Regions from separate parts of the Mus musculus genome. Here all the other regions are linked to region 2. The links are chromatin contacts, called in public HiChIP or PLAC-seq maps. All regions are on one chromosome and are shown on one strand. The core of a region is the stretch at or near the end of the contact, and the rest is flanking DNA. Distances in the headings are between cores, read along the strand shown. Region 1 has its middle 380 kb from the start of Gm25833. Region 2 has its middle 520 kb from the start of Gm25833. Region 3 has its middle 290 kb from the start of Gm25833.

Region 1 (4,023 bases), core at 1,077-3,576, 140 kb before region 2:
TAGCTGAGTAGTATTCCATTGTGTAAATGAAATACACATTTTCTGTATCCATTCTTCTGTCATCAGACTTTGAGATTTTTTTCCTAGCTTCTGGCTATCACAACTACTTGTTTTCTATTTTTTTTTCAAATGATAAATTTTTATTCATCTATTTTTATTAGGTATTTTCTTCATTCACATTTCCAATGCTTTCCCAAAAGTCCCCCATACCCTCCCTCCGACTCCCCTACCCACCCACTCACACTTCTTGGCCCTGGCGCTCCCCTGTACTGAGGCATATAAAGTTTGCAAGTCCAATGGGCCTCTCTTTCCAATGATGGCCGACTAGTCAGCCATCTTCTGCTACATATGCAGCTAAAGACTCGAACTCTGGGGGGGGGGGGGAGTATGGGTTAGTTCATATTGTTCTTCCACCTATAGGGTTGCAGACCCCCTTAGCTCCTTGGGTACTTTCTCTAGCTCCTCCATTGGGGGCCCTGTGATCCATCCAATAGCTGAATTGAGCATCCACTTCTGTGTTTGCTAGGCCCTGGCATAGCTTCATAAGAGAAAGCTATATCTGGGTTCTTTCAGTAAAATTTTGTTAGTGTATGCAATGGTATCAGTATTTGGAGGCTAATTATGGGATGGATCCCTGGGTATGGCTGTCTCTAGATGGTTCATCCTTTCGTCTCAGCTCCAAACTTTGTAACTCCTTCCATGGGTGTTTTGTTTCCAATTCTAAGAAGGGGCAAAGTGTCCACACTTTGGTCTTCGTTCTTCTTGAGTTTCATGTTTTGCAAATTGTATCTTGTATCTTGGGTATTCTAAGTTTCTGGGCTAATATCCACTTATTAGTGAGTACATGTGATGTGAGTTCTTTTGTGACTGAGTTACCACACTCAGGATGATGCCCTCCAGGTCCATCCATTTGGCTAGGAATTTAATAAATTCATTCCTTTTAATAGCTGAGTAGTACTCCATTGTGTAAATGTATCACGTTTTCTGAATTCATTCCTCTGCTGAGGGACATCTGGGCTCTTTCCAGCTTCTGGCTATTATAAATAAGGCTGATATGAACATAGTGGAGCATGTGTCCTTCTTACTGGTTGGAACATCTTCTGGATATATGCCCAGGAGAGGTATTGCGGGATCTTCCAGTAGTACTATGTCCAATTTCTGAGGAACCACCAGACTGATTTCCAGAGTGGTTGTACAGGCTTGCAATCCCACCAACAATGGAGGGGTATTCCTCTTTCTCTACATCCTGGCCAGAATCTACTGTCACTTGAATTTTTTATCTTAGCCATTCTGACTTGTGTAAGGTAGAATCTCAGGGTTGCTTTGATTTGCATTTCCCTGATGATTAAGGATGCTGTGATCTAAACAGTCCTATATCCCTTAAAGAAATAGAAGCAGTCATTAGTAGTCTCCCAACCAAAAAAAAAAAAAAAAAAAAAAGCCCAGGACCAGATGGGTTTAGTGCAGAGATCTATCAACCCTTTAAAGAAGATCTAATTCCAGTTCTTCAAAAACTATTCAACAAAATAGAAGGAGAAGGTCCCTTACCCATTTCATTCTATGAAGCCATAATTACTTTGATACCTAAACCACAGAAAGACCCAACAAAGATAGAGAACTTCAGACCAATCTCCCTTATGAATATCGATGCAAAAATACTCAATGAAAGTCTCCCTAACCAAATCCAAGAACACATCAAAACAATCATCCATCCTGACCAAGTAGGTTTCATTTCAGGGATGCAGGGATGGTTTAATATATGGAAATCCATCAACATAATCCAGTATATAAACAAACTCAAAGACAAAAACCACATGATCATCTCGTTAGATGCGGAGAAAGCATTTGCCAAAATCCAACCCCCATTCATGTTAAAAGTCTTGGAAAAATCAGGAATTCGAGGCCCATACCTAAACATGATAAAAGCAATCTACAGCAAACCAGTAGCCAACATCAAAGTAAATGGTGAGAAGCTGGAAGCAATCCCACTAAAATCAGGGATTAGAGAAGGCTGCCCACTTTCTCCCTACCTCTTCAACATAGTATTTGAAGTCCTAGCCAGAGCCATTTGACAACAAAAGGAGATCAAGGGGATACAAATTGGAAAGAAAGAAGTCAAAATATCACTTTTTGCAGGTGGTAGTATATATAAGTGACACTAAAATCTCCACCAGAGAACTCCTAAACCTGATAAACAGATTCAATGAAGTAGCTGGATATAAAATTAACTCAAACAAGTCAATGTCCTTTCTCTACACAAAGGATAAACAGGTTGTTTTCTAATCTTAATGTTATTATAGTTCTAGGGTTGGTGATATTGACTGAATATATATGTGATTGTGCTGCCATCTAGCTGTTAAGATAGCCAAAATGAAGGCAGGGTTGCATAATGTCCATTTTGGAGTCTAGAAGAAATACTACATTTACAGTGATGTGTGCCAAGTAGTTGTGTGTTTAGAAAAATAAACAGTACAATGACAAGTGGGGCAATTCTTTTCTTCCAGTAGTTATAGACATAATGAAAATTAATGTTAATACAGACACATTCACACAAATACCATATTTCTTGTCATTATGAAATGAAAAACATAGACATTACCTATTATCTGTTTTACAGTGAGATTACAAAAAAGATTAAATAATATAGAACTTAGTTTTGGAAATTATGGTACCACTTCATTTAATATAAAGCCATAATATAAAGAACCGTAGAATAACCAATGAAGTTTTAAAAGGATGGTACACTATGATGTTATTTTGTAATCGTGTGGCTGCTCTTGAGTTATAGATTGTGGCGACTGCTCACAATCAAGGGAGAGTAGTGATACCATTTACTATGATATAGTACATGTTAAATACTTGCAATCGGAAATCAGGCTTTCATTAAAAAATGCAATAATTTGGTAGCTTTATAAATAGGAAATGTTACTTACCTGATGTACTGAATGTATAATTGGTAAGTTAAGAAACATTATATTGATTATCTCTATCATTTCAACACCAACTGAACTGTATAGACCTCACTGAGATTCCCCACCTGGCATAGCTGCTATTTTTCATTCTTAAATGGGAGACAGCTTGCCAAAATTGTATTATGGTGTACAAACAGTGCAGTTTTTTCATATTTACATCTTTATCTTTTATTTTTTTTGTAAATTTTGTCATCTCTTTGATCTGAAATTCGATTAAGGATTAGGTTGAGTTATTTTATAATCATTTTCTTAACTTTTAGCCACATACTGTTTGCCGCATAAATACATACAAATCCACACACAGTCCTTGATCTTTCTCAGCTTCATGCTTTCATATTCCCCTCTATTTATACATAAATACAGTTTGGTCAATTCATATATTTTAGATAAGTAATATGCAACTTCTCTTTGTAACAGATAGAAACTATTCTTAAAAAAAAACCAACAATATGAACTAACCAGTACCCCCCAGAGCTATGTCTCTAGTTGCATATGTAGCAGAGGATGATCTAGTCAGCCATCAATGGGAGGAGAGGCCCTTGGTATTACGAAGATCATATGCCCCAGTACAGGGGAATGCTAGGGCCAGGAAGTGGGAGTTGGTAGGATGGGGAGCAGGTTGGGGGGGGGGGTTGGGGATAGCATTTGAACTGTAAATGAAGAAAATATCTAATAAACAATGCCTTGATTAAAAAAAAACACAAATGATCAAAATGCAGAGATTTGGAGATCATGTGGTAACCATTCCCAAATGATCAAATGACAACACAATTACTTCACCTATACCCCAGGGATAGAAACACAGTGGGTAGAAATATTTCAAGTGCCAGAGAAGTTGTAGATTTTCTCTAAGATTTTGTGATGATTTGAAAATGCTCAGCCCAGGGAGTGGCACTATTAGAAAGTTGGGCCTTTGGAGTAGGCGTGTCACTATGGGTATGTCTTTAAGACCCTCATGCTAACTGCCTGGGAGCCAGTATTCTGCTAGGAGCCTTAAGATGAAGATGTTGAACTCTCAGCTCCTCCTGCACCATACTTGACTGGATGCTGC
Region 2 (4,463 bases), core at 1,416-3,915:
TTGTCTACTAAGTAAGTCCTTCCTAATTCTCTGATTTCTATAAATTGAACCCTAAAGAATATGATACAGAACAGATGAAAGCTGAGGGAATTTATAGGGCAAAGGACCTTACTCCCCATTCTATTTGGAGAAAATTGATCTAGGGTGTGTTCTGGAAAGACTTGGGTGTTCATATTATATTAATTCATGTTCCATAATTAAAGAAAGAGGCATATTTTCTAATTTTGTTTTATGTCCATAGTTGTTTTGCTGGCATGAATGACTATGCATCATATTCATAGTCCAAGGAATCCAAAAGGAGGTGTTAGATGGTGAATATTCTGCAACTGGAGTTACAGAGATTTGGGTTTCCAAGTGAGTTGTGGTTGCTGAATTCAGGACCATCTCTCTAGCCCTGGAGAAAGATAATTTGTTAAAGTCACCAGTATCACTACTTGCCCCACATACTAAGGAACTGTGGACAATATTATTAAATGGCAGAAAACAGGTTTTGAACATAAGTAAAAACTCCAAACCAGAAATACATTGTAGTCTATTCAGTGGTTTAGTAAGAATAAAACCTGTACATTTTCCCAAGATGGTTCAACAAATGACATAGAATTAAAAATGAAAATTTACTATAGGGATGTTTCAAATGGCTACATTGTTTAAGTGCACTTGGTAAATGACAATCTCCACCCCATCCCCACATCCTGCCGCCATGATTTATTTGGTACAATAAGTGAACTGACATCCTCCTGATAGAAGTGCTATAAGTATAAACATTTGTGAGTAAGTGTTCAAGTTGCAAACAGTTGTTCTCTTCATGTTACTCATATAGAGGAGAAAATGAAATATCACCAGTGCCAATATCTATTACAATGCTGAAAATGTATCAAAAAATCTTTCATAATGAGGTCTGCCATTGGCAAAAATAATTGGCAGCAAATTTTTCAATATTCTATTATGGGAGACCCGGGCACAGCACAGTAGAGTTACTAAGAAAAATTAGCCCTTCCCAGGCCCTGATTATTTGGTTCGGTCCACTATTCTCACTTGGAACTGTTTGTTGGTCTTGTTGTACCCTATCCAGGAGTCAATCAATGTCTGGTTACAGTACAGTCATAAAGCTTCCCTCCCAGTTTTTGGTGTCCTTGCTGATTTTGATCGCAATTATTGAAGGATGACTATGTGTATTCTTTAACCATTTGCAATCATGACTTGGAACTTCAGAGAAATCATTTTTGTCTTGATTAAACAAGTATATTGTTTGTATGATTCCAATTACAAGCACAATATTTGGCATCAAGTTGACCCAATCCCCATCCCACTCATCCGCATAAGTACAGGAGTCACCATTAATTGCATGACAAGTTAGGAGATTAATATATCATTAGCTTGTTATCAGCAGAAACCAAGGAATGCTCTAAAACTCCTCATATACCGCACATTCAGGTCGAAATCGGGTTCCTTCAAGGGTTAGAAGTCGTGGGTCATTTTGTAGTTTCATATTCTTTTCTATTTTTCATCTAGTAGATGGACACCTTTAGAAATAAAAATCAAAAGTAATAAAATGGCGGTTGTGTTCTCTTAAATGAAAGACAAATATTATACATTAGATGGCTTGTGGTTATGCCTAAGGCTCCCTGTTCTGTGATTTTTCATGAAATTCTGTGTTTATGAAATAATGGACGCTTTTCTTTAAGAATATGAGATTGTGATGTCCAGGCTACAGAGGGATGGAATAAATATAATTTAGTCTACTTTTCTAATAATGAGTGTAAAACTGCCATGGAATAACTGTGTGTTAGGTGAGTCTTTTGTAGGTGAATATAAACATTTATTTCACATTGTAGTGAGACCAACCATCATAAGCTAGCAAGAGAAAACATATTTTGAACTTTGAGTTTTATCTACTTATGTCTATGTCTTTATGCCATGTGTATATGCCAATACCCTTAGAATCTTTGTTATTGTAGTCTGCCATTGTGATATATACCTGTTGATTTGTAATGAGCTGAGGCCTCTCTAGCTAGTGTTTAAGATACTAATCTCACTACACCATAAATGAAGCCAATAGTGTCAGTAAATCATAAGATTTTCTAATATTTCTTGGTACATGCTTGAATAAGAACCCTTATTTAATAAATGTGATGAATCTTTCCTTTTGACAGTTTTGTTTTGTTCCCATTATACACAGCCAAGGTATCAGAACAATAGATTAAGGCATTGCTCTTTTTCATATCTATAACAATAGTGCTATTTAGGATATATTGTTAGTGTGTATGTATGTGTGTGTACATTGATTATGTATGCTTGTATGTGTCCACATGGTTTGTGTGTGTGTGTGTGTGTGCGTGTGTGTGTGCATGTGTGTGTGTGTATTTGTGTGTGTGTTTGAATTATAAATTTAAACGAAAAGAATTTTAGGAGAAGAATGGTTTTTTAGTGTATAAAGAATTTCTCAGGACATTGAAAGATGTACATAATTTTCTGTTATCCTTTAGGCATCTTGTAGGAGAGGGAGACTCAAGAAGACTTTTATCCCTTTTTTCAGTCTCCTGTGAGCCAAATAGGAACAAAGAACACAGAGATGAAATAAAAATCTTCTGTTGTTTTGAGAGGTCTATTCTACTCAAGGCAGTCTGTTGGGCCTCTGGGGAGGCAAGAGTATTAACTGTAAGAAGTATGGAATCCCTAAGGGTCACTATGCATAACACAGTAAGTTAGAACTGAAAGTATGATGTTATAAGAAGACACCTTCTGTTTCCACTCTTCTTCACTGTATTATTAAATGTGATGAATAGCACTTTCTGTAGTGTACATGTCAAAATAGTTTATAATAGGAAATGAATGCAACTGGCTGTAATATGACTGAACTACAGCTCACCATTAATAATCAGAGTTAATTGTAATAATGAATTCCAGAATCATTTTAGTTAACAAATCTTAGAGACATAAGGTCACACTAATGAGCAACATATTTGAAGACATTTGAAGAACAAATTCACAAACAAAAACCCTGAGAATTTATACTTCCTTTGAATAAATGTCATAGTCTCACTTGAACAAATTTTGACATGATTAAATATTGTAAGTTGAAGAGTGCAGACTGGAGGAGATTGTACATAATACAAAGACTTTTAAAAATATTATGTTTATCCTAATAGTTTTGCATCAAACATCATTCAGAGCCAGTTACAAAGTGATATATGTTGTCAATGTTCCATCTTATGATGAATACCTTCCACTATGCTTTTTCCTTTGAGCTAAATATTCTCTTTTTTGTTTCTTTCTTACTTTTTTTTTTTTCGTACAGGGTTTCTCTGCGTAGCTCTGGCTGTCCTGGAACTCACTCTGTAGACCAGGCTGGCCTTGAACTCAGAAATCCACCTGCCTCTGCCTCCCGAGTGCTGGCATTAAAGGTGTGCACCACCACTCCTGGCCCGAGCTAAATATTCTAATGAGTTTTGTTTTTAAATTTGCTTTTCCTTAATCTTACTCCCTCTTTTTAATTTTTACAATATTCAAATTTTGGTCAACAGCAAAATTGAAGCTTCTGGTGCAAAGTATTCACAATTAAATGAGTATTCATACTGACATTTTATAACCCTAAACTCATCATTGTACTTTTCCCCCAGACATCTGTGGGCTGAGCTTCATTCAGAAATCTACTACCCACTTTTCTAGCACACCAGATAGAACTAGGTAAAGAGAAACACTCTATACTTGCTTCTCCTGTGGGCTCTTTTACGATTAACTTGATTTTCTCATAGGTGAGCTAAGGAAGTCTACATAGTTGTGACTTTCTTTCCACATATTGATTCAGAAAGAATATCTTGGTTTCTAACTCATCTAAATAGCAGAGCAAGGAGAAAACACTGGAACATACTTACAAGAATCCTTTCAGATGGTCATTATTTTTGTGGTGAATAAAATATAGGTTCCAGGATGAAGTAACAAATCCATTGAATGTTTATGATATAGAACTGTAAGAGCATTTCACCAAAAACTTAGTCATACAGGCTGGTGATATGAATAAGTCACACTTACTTACTATGTTCAGGTACTAGGGTTTCTTTAGGGAAACATGAATATTCAATTATTCATATCTCATATTACCAGAAGTTATTACAAACTCAAGGTTATGTGCAAATGGAAAAAGTCTTAAAAAAGAATACATGTTTTGTTTTGGCTAGAAAGAAATCCTGTAATTTATTTCTGTTTTCATCTTTTATGTAGTTATCGGACTAGAATTTTGGGCAACTGCTTGCTAGACATCATTCTGCAGGTGATAAAAAGTATAAAGTTTTCTTTTTTAATTAGGTATTTATTTCATTTACATTTCCAATGCTACCCCAAAAGTCCCCCACATGCTCACCCACCCACTCCCCCACCCACCCACTCCCACTTCTTGGCCCTGGCGTTCCCCTGTACTGAGGCATATAAAATTTGCATGACCAATGGTCCTCTCTTTCCACTGA
Region 3 (4,541 bases), core at 1,614-4,113, 230 kb before region 2:
AGTCCAAATGAATCAAAGACCTCAGCATAAAACCAGATACACTGGATCAAATAGAAGGGAAAGTGGGAAAGAGCCTTGAATTCATCGGCACAGGGGAACTTTCCTAAACAAAACTCCAATGGCTCATGCTCTAAGATCAAGAATTGATAAATGGGACCTCATGAAACTGGAAAGCAAAGGACATAGTCAATAAGACAAATCAGCAATCTACATATTGGGAAATAAAATCTTCACTAACCCCACATTTCACAGAGATTAATATCCAAAACACAAGAATTCAATCTCTATAAACCTAAATAACCGAATTAAAACATGGGTTACAGAGCTAAATAGAAAAGTCACAACAGAAGACTCTTGAATGGCTGAGAAGCACTTAAAGAAATGTTCAAAGACATTACTCATCAGAGAAATACAAATCAAAACAACTCTGAGATTCCACCCCTCACCAATCAGAATGGCTATGAAACCCACGTTACATCAAAAGCTGGTGAGGATCTAGAGAAAGAGGGACACTTCTCCATTTCTTATAAGATTGCAAACTGCTGTAACTACTTTGGAAATCAATCTGGCAATTCTTCAGAAAATTGGATATAGTTCTATCTGAAGACCCAGGTATACCATTCTTGGCCATATACCCAAAAGATTCCCCACTAAAACACAAGGACATGTGTTTCACCAGGTTCTAAGAAGCCTTATTTGTAATAACCAGAAGCTGGAAACAAAACAGATGTTCCTCAACCAACTATAGATACAGAAAATTAGCTATTTTTATACAATGGAATACTGTTCAGCTATTAAAAATGAGGACATCATGAATTGTGCAGGCAAATGAATAGAACTAGAAAATATTATCTTAAGTGAGGTAACCCAGATACAAAAAACCACACATGGTATGTACTTACTGATATGTGGATATTAGACCACTTATACTTCCTACAGATGGTAAGAAGTGTAGCAAACAGAACTGCTCAAGTGAGGAGGTTTCAACTCCACTAAGAGGGAAGGAAATATTCATGTAATGTGGAGGGAGGGAGGGAGGGACCCGGGAGCGAGAGGGGAGGGGGAGGTGAAAGGAGAATATATATAATATATATATGTATTTAAAACAAGAGTTGATATATATATATGTGTGTGTGTGTGTGTGTGTGTGTGTGTGTGTGTGTGTGTATATGTATATATAGTAGTAAAATATAACCTTAAATTTGTATCAAAATAAAATAATCTATACCAATATAAAATACTTGACTTTTTTGGCTGTCCTGGAACTCACTTCGTAGACCAGGCTGGCCTCGAACGCAGAAATCCGCCTGCCTCTGCCTCCCGAGTGCTGGGATTAAAGGTGTGCGCCACCACGCCCGCCCTGGTCTATCATACTTATATACTTCCTTTTCTCTTTTCATCACCTCTTTCCCAGTTTACCCCTAACAATAGACAAAGAAGTTTAGAGGAAAGAGAAAGGGATCCCTGAATCTAAGTGCCTTTAGTTCATTTCCTCTCTTACCAAGACCGTTAACAATGTGACCAACCCCAAACCCTTAAATGATGACAAACTTCCTTCACCCACCAAATGACGAAAAACCATCCAACACACATCTTGGAAATGGGGGCATTGTTCTTTTAAAATTTCTTCCTGCTATCTGAAGGGGACAGCATCTTTTAGGGCCTCTATGAAATTTCTGGTTTATAACCTGCTATTCCTGATTTATTGGCATCTGTATAAAAGGTAGGAGCTTTAGAAATTATTGTTGTTCATATTATATGAAGAAGAATCCAATTAGTTCTCTTTTTTTTAAATTCTTTAATCTTTTTTACAGTCCAATCCTTATCTACCTCCTAGTTCACCCTCTGACTGTTCCTCATCTCATCCTATATCTTCTCCTACCGCCCCCTGTCTCCAAGAGAATATCCTTACACCCCAACCCTCACCCCACCAGACTTCCCCATTTCCTAGGGCATCAAGTTTCTTGAGGGTAAAGTGCATCTTCTCTGACTGAATCCAGACCAGAGAGTCCTCAATGTATATGTGTTAGGATCCTCATATCAGCTGGTGTATGCTCCCTGGTTGGTGGTTAAGTGTGTGAGAGATCTCGAACGTCCAGGTGAGTTGAGACTTCTGGTCTTCCTATAGAGTCCTCCTCCTCCTCTGCTTCTTGCTTTGGGGGTATTTGTTGATAATTTCTCTCAAAAAATCATTGTGATGTCTTTGTTAATCTTAACTGATTACTCATGGGTTAATTTCATTATTAGTATATGGCATAATCTCTGCTGGGTCTGTTCCTAATAACTGATGTAAGTCTTTTTCTCCTTTTGACAATTAAATCAGAAAACTTTTCTATATGAGTTTTAAATATTTTATTGTTTATGTCTAATCTGTAATCAATTTTCTTCCTCCCTCCCTCCCCCCACTCTCTTTCTTTCTTTCTTTCTTTCTTTCTTTGTTTCTTTCTTTCTTTCTTTCTTCCTTCTTTCCTTCCTTCCTTCCTTCCTTCCTTCCTTCCTTCCTTTCTTTCTTTCTTTCTTTCTTTCTTTCTTTCTTTCTTTCTTTCTTTCTTTCTTTCTTTTCCTTTGGCAAGGAATGATTTTTTATTGGGACAGAGATATCCCAAGGTAATTAGGCTTAGGCTCTGGACCTGCAAATTTCATTATGTGATTTTTTTTATTAGATGTATTCTTTACTTAAATTGCAAATGTTATCCCCTTTCTTCATTTCCACTCCAAATGCCCCCATCCTAACCCACCTTCCCTTGCTTACTAACCCACCCACTCCTGCTTCCCTGTTCTGGCATTCCCATATGCTGGAGCATAGAGCCTTCAAAAGACCAACTTCCTCTCCTCTCATTGATGTCCCACAAGGCCATCCTCTGCTATGTATGAGGCTGGAAACATGGGTTCCTCTTTTTGCATCCTTTGATCAGTGGTTTTGTCCCTGAGAGCTATGGGGGTACTGGTTGTTTCATATTGTTGTTCTTCCTATGAGGCTGCAAACCCCTTCAGCACTTTGTGTCCATTTTCTAACTCTTCATTGGGAACCCTGTACTCAGTCTAGTGGATGGTTGTGAGCATCCACTTCTGTAGTTGTCAGACACTGGCAGAGCCTCTCATCTATACAAGCTGCTTGATTTCTGTTAAATGACTTAAGTTTTGATTAGCTGTTTGTCCTACCAGGGTTTAATTTTTCAAGTTGCTTTCCATAACACTTTTTCTGTGGTTGACATTAAACAAATTCCTCACATTGTTTCTTTGTCAGGCCTTGAGCAAGGCCTCTTAGTTTTCCAACATTAAAGAATGTTCACAAATATCTGTGGAGGACATTCATAGGTCCTCTGTCTGTTCCTTTCACATTGTCTACATATCATAGGAAACTTTCTCCCTGAATCATTAGAGAAAAAAAAATCTGTATTAACTGTTTCTCTTTGGTCCTTTATGGATTGTCCTGATCTTTCACAGCTGTAGCAATAGGCAATTTTAGGTTTTATATCTTTTGTAATTGTCCACCCATAACTGAATTGTGAGCATTAGATTCAATATCCACAATAGTTTTAATTCATAAAACTATTAAATAGGTACAAATGTGGCTCTTAAAAGTCTCATAGCTTTTTGCATTTAGCATTAGCATTTTCAAAACCTAAAGATACAATTGAACTTTCTCTAAAAGTTGGATATAATATTGTTCCATTTAGAACTGTAGTTGATACTTGTTAAAACTCGGTGAAAGACTCATATGAACCCTGGAATGTCTTTATTAATGATTCGGACCTTCCCTGTTGTTCATCCTTGTCTCAAGTATTTAAAGCTATTATATAACAGTGTTCTAAGATGGCATCATCAAGCATTATCTGTACTCTTAACTCAGAAAATTGATTTCACTAGTAATTGGTCCTTGACAATATCAATGCCTCCAGTTCTATTTTATTGTTCCACAATGAAATCTCATCTTTCCATCATGTTAGCCATTGTAGTTGAGGGCCAGGTTCTAATATGGCTGATATAAAATCTCTCCAATCTTTTGGACTTACATGATTTTGGGTAGCCCAGTTATGAATGGAAGCCATATGTTGTTTTGCTTAATTAAATTTCTTTCAGTCTGATGCCTCTAAGGACCTCTATTCAAATTCTTGATAACCTTGTGTACTCTGATAATCTAGGGCTAATTCCCCATTATTATAGCTAGAAAAAAATCATTTTAGTTTTTTAATGGATTTAGACTGCAGTTTTGCAGTCTTATCACAAGGTGGCAATGAAGACTGTATATTAGACTCATCTGAAAATTATGATTTCAGAGGATTGTCTAAATTTTTTTTTTTGAGACAGGGTTCTCTGTATAGCCCTGGCTGTCCTGGAGCTCACTTTGTAGACCAGGCTGGCCTCAAACTCAGAAATCCACCTGCCTCTGCCTCCTGAGTGCTGGGATTAAAGGCATGCGCCACCACGTCCAACTGGATTGTCTAATTTTGTTCTATTGTCTGTAATTTAGCATGGGTTATTTCAGGTCTTTTCTTACCCAGTCTGCTTCATTCTGCTCTCACTTTAAGTGCATGCAT

What was found. HiChIP or PLAC-seq counts read pairs in DNA pulled down with a chosen protein or histone mark.
Region 1: a contact with region 2 is called in a RAD21 HiChIP or PLAC-seq map of pro-B cells, with 2.5 times the contacts expected there. The contact joins two enhancer-like sites. A contact is called at or near these places in 1 of 15 datasets of contacts at CTCF or cohesin (pro-B cells) and 1 of 115 datasets of contacts at active chromatin or transcription factors (large pre-B cells).
Region 3: a contact with region 2 is called in a RAD21 HiChIP or PLAC-seq map of pro-B cells, with 4 times the contacts expected there. The contact joins two enhancer-like sites. A contact is called at or near these places in 1 of 15 datasets of contacts at CTCF or cohesin (pro-B cells) and 1 of 484 Hi-C or Micro-C datasets (cortical neurons).

What each region holds. Positions count from the first base shown.
Region 1 is chr6:68,913,380-68,917,402 of GRCm38.p6, forward strand. It overlaps Igk. Among named protein-coding and RNA genes, the nearest start is that of Gm25833, 380 kb to the left of the region's middle. Within about 2 kb of position 2,327, at least 1 of the 459 cell types and tissues checked has an H3K27ac peak or open chromatin away from gene starts, as enhancers often do. A contact at or near this core is called in pro-B cells, where this site is marked.
Region 2 is chr6:69,050,341-69,054,803 of GRCm38.p6, forward strand. It overlaps Igk and the pseudogene Igkv13-78-1. Among named protein-coding and RNA genes, the nearest start is that of Gm25833, 520 kb to the left of the region's middle. Within about 2 kb of position 2,666, at least 1 of the 459 cell types and tissues checked has an H3K27ac peak or open chromatin away from gene starts, as enhancers often do. A contact at or near this core is called in pro-B cells, where this site is marked.
Region 3 is chr6:68,824,433-68,828,973 of GRCm38.p6, forward strand. It overlaps Igk. Among named protein-coding and RNA genes, the nearest start is that of Gm25833, 290 kb to the left of the region's middle. Within about 2 kb of position 2,864, at least 1 of the 459 cell types and tissues checked has an H3K27ac peak or open chromatin away from gene starts, as enhancers often do. A contact at or near this core is called in pro-B cells, where this site is marked.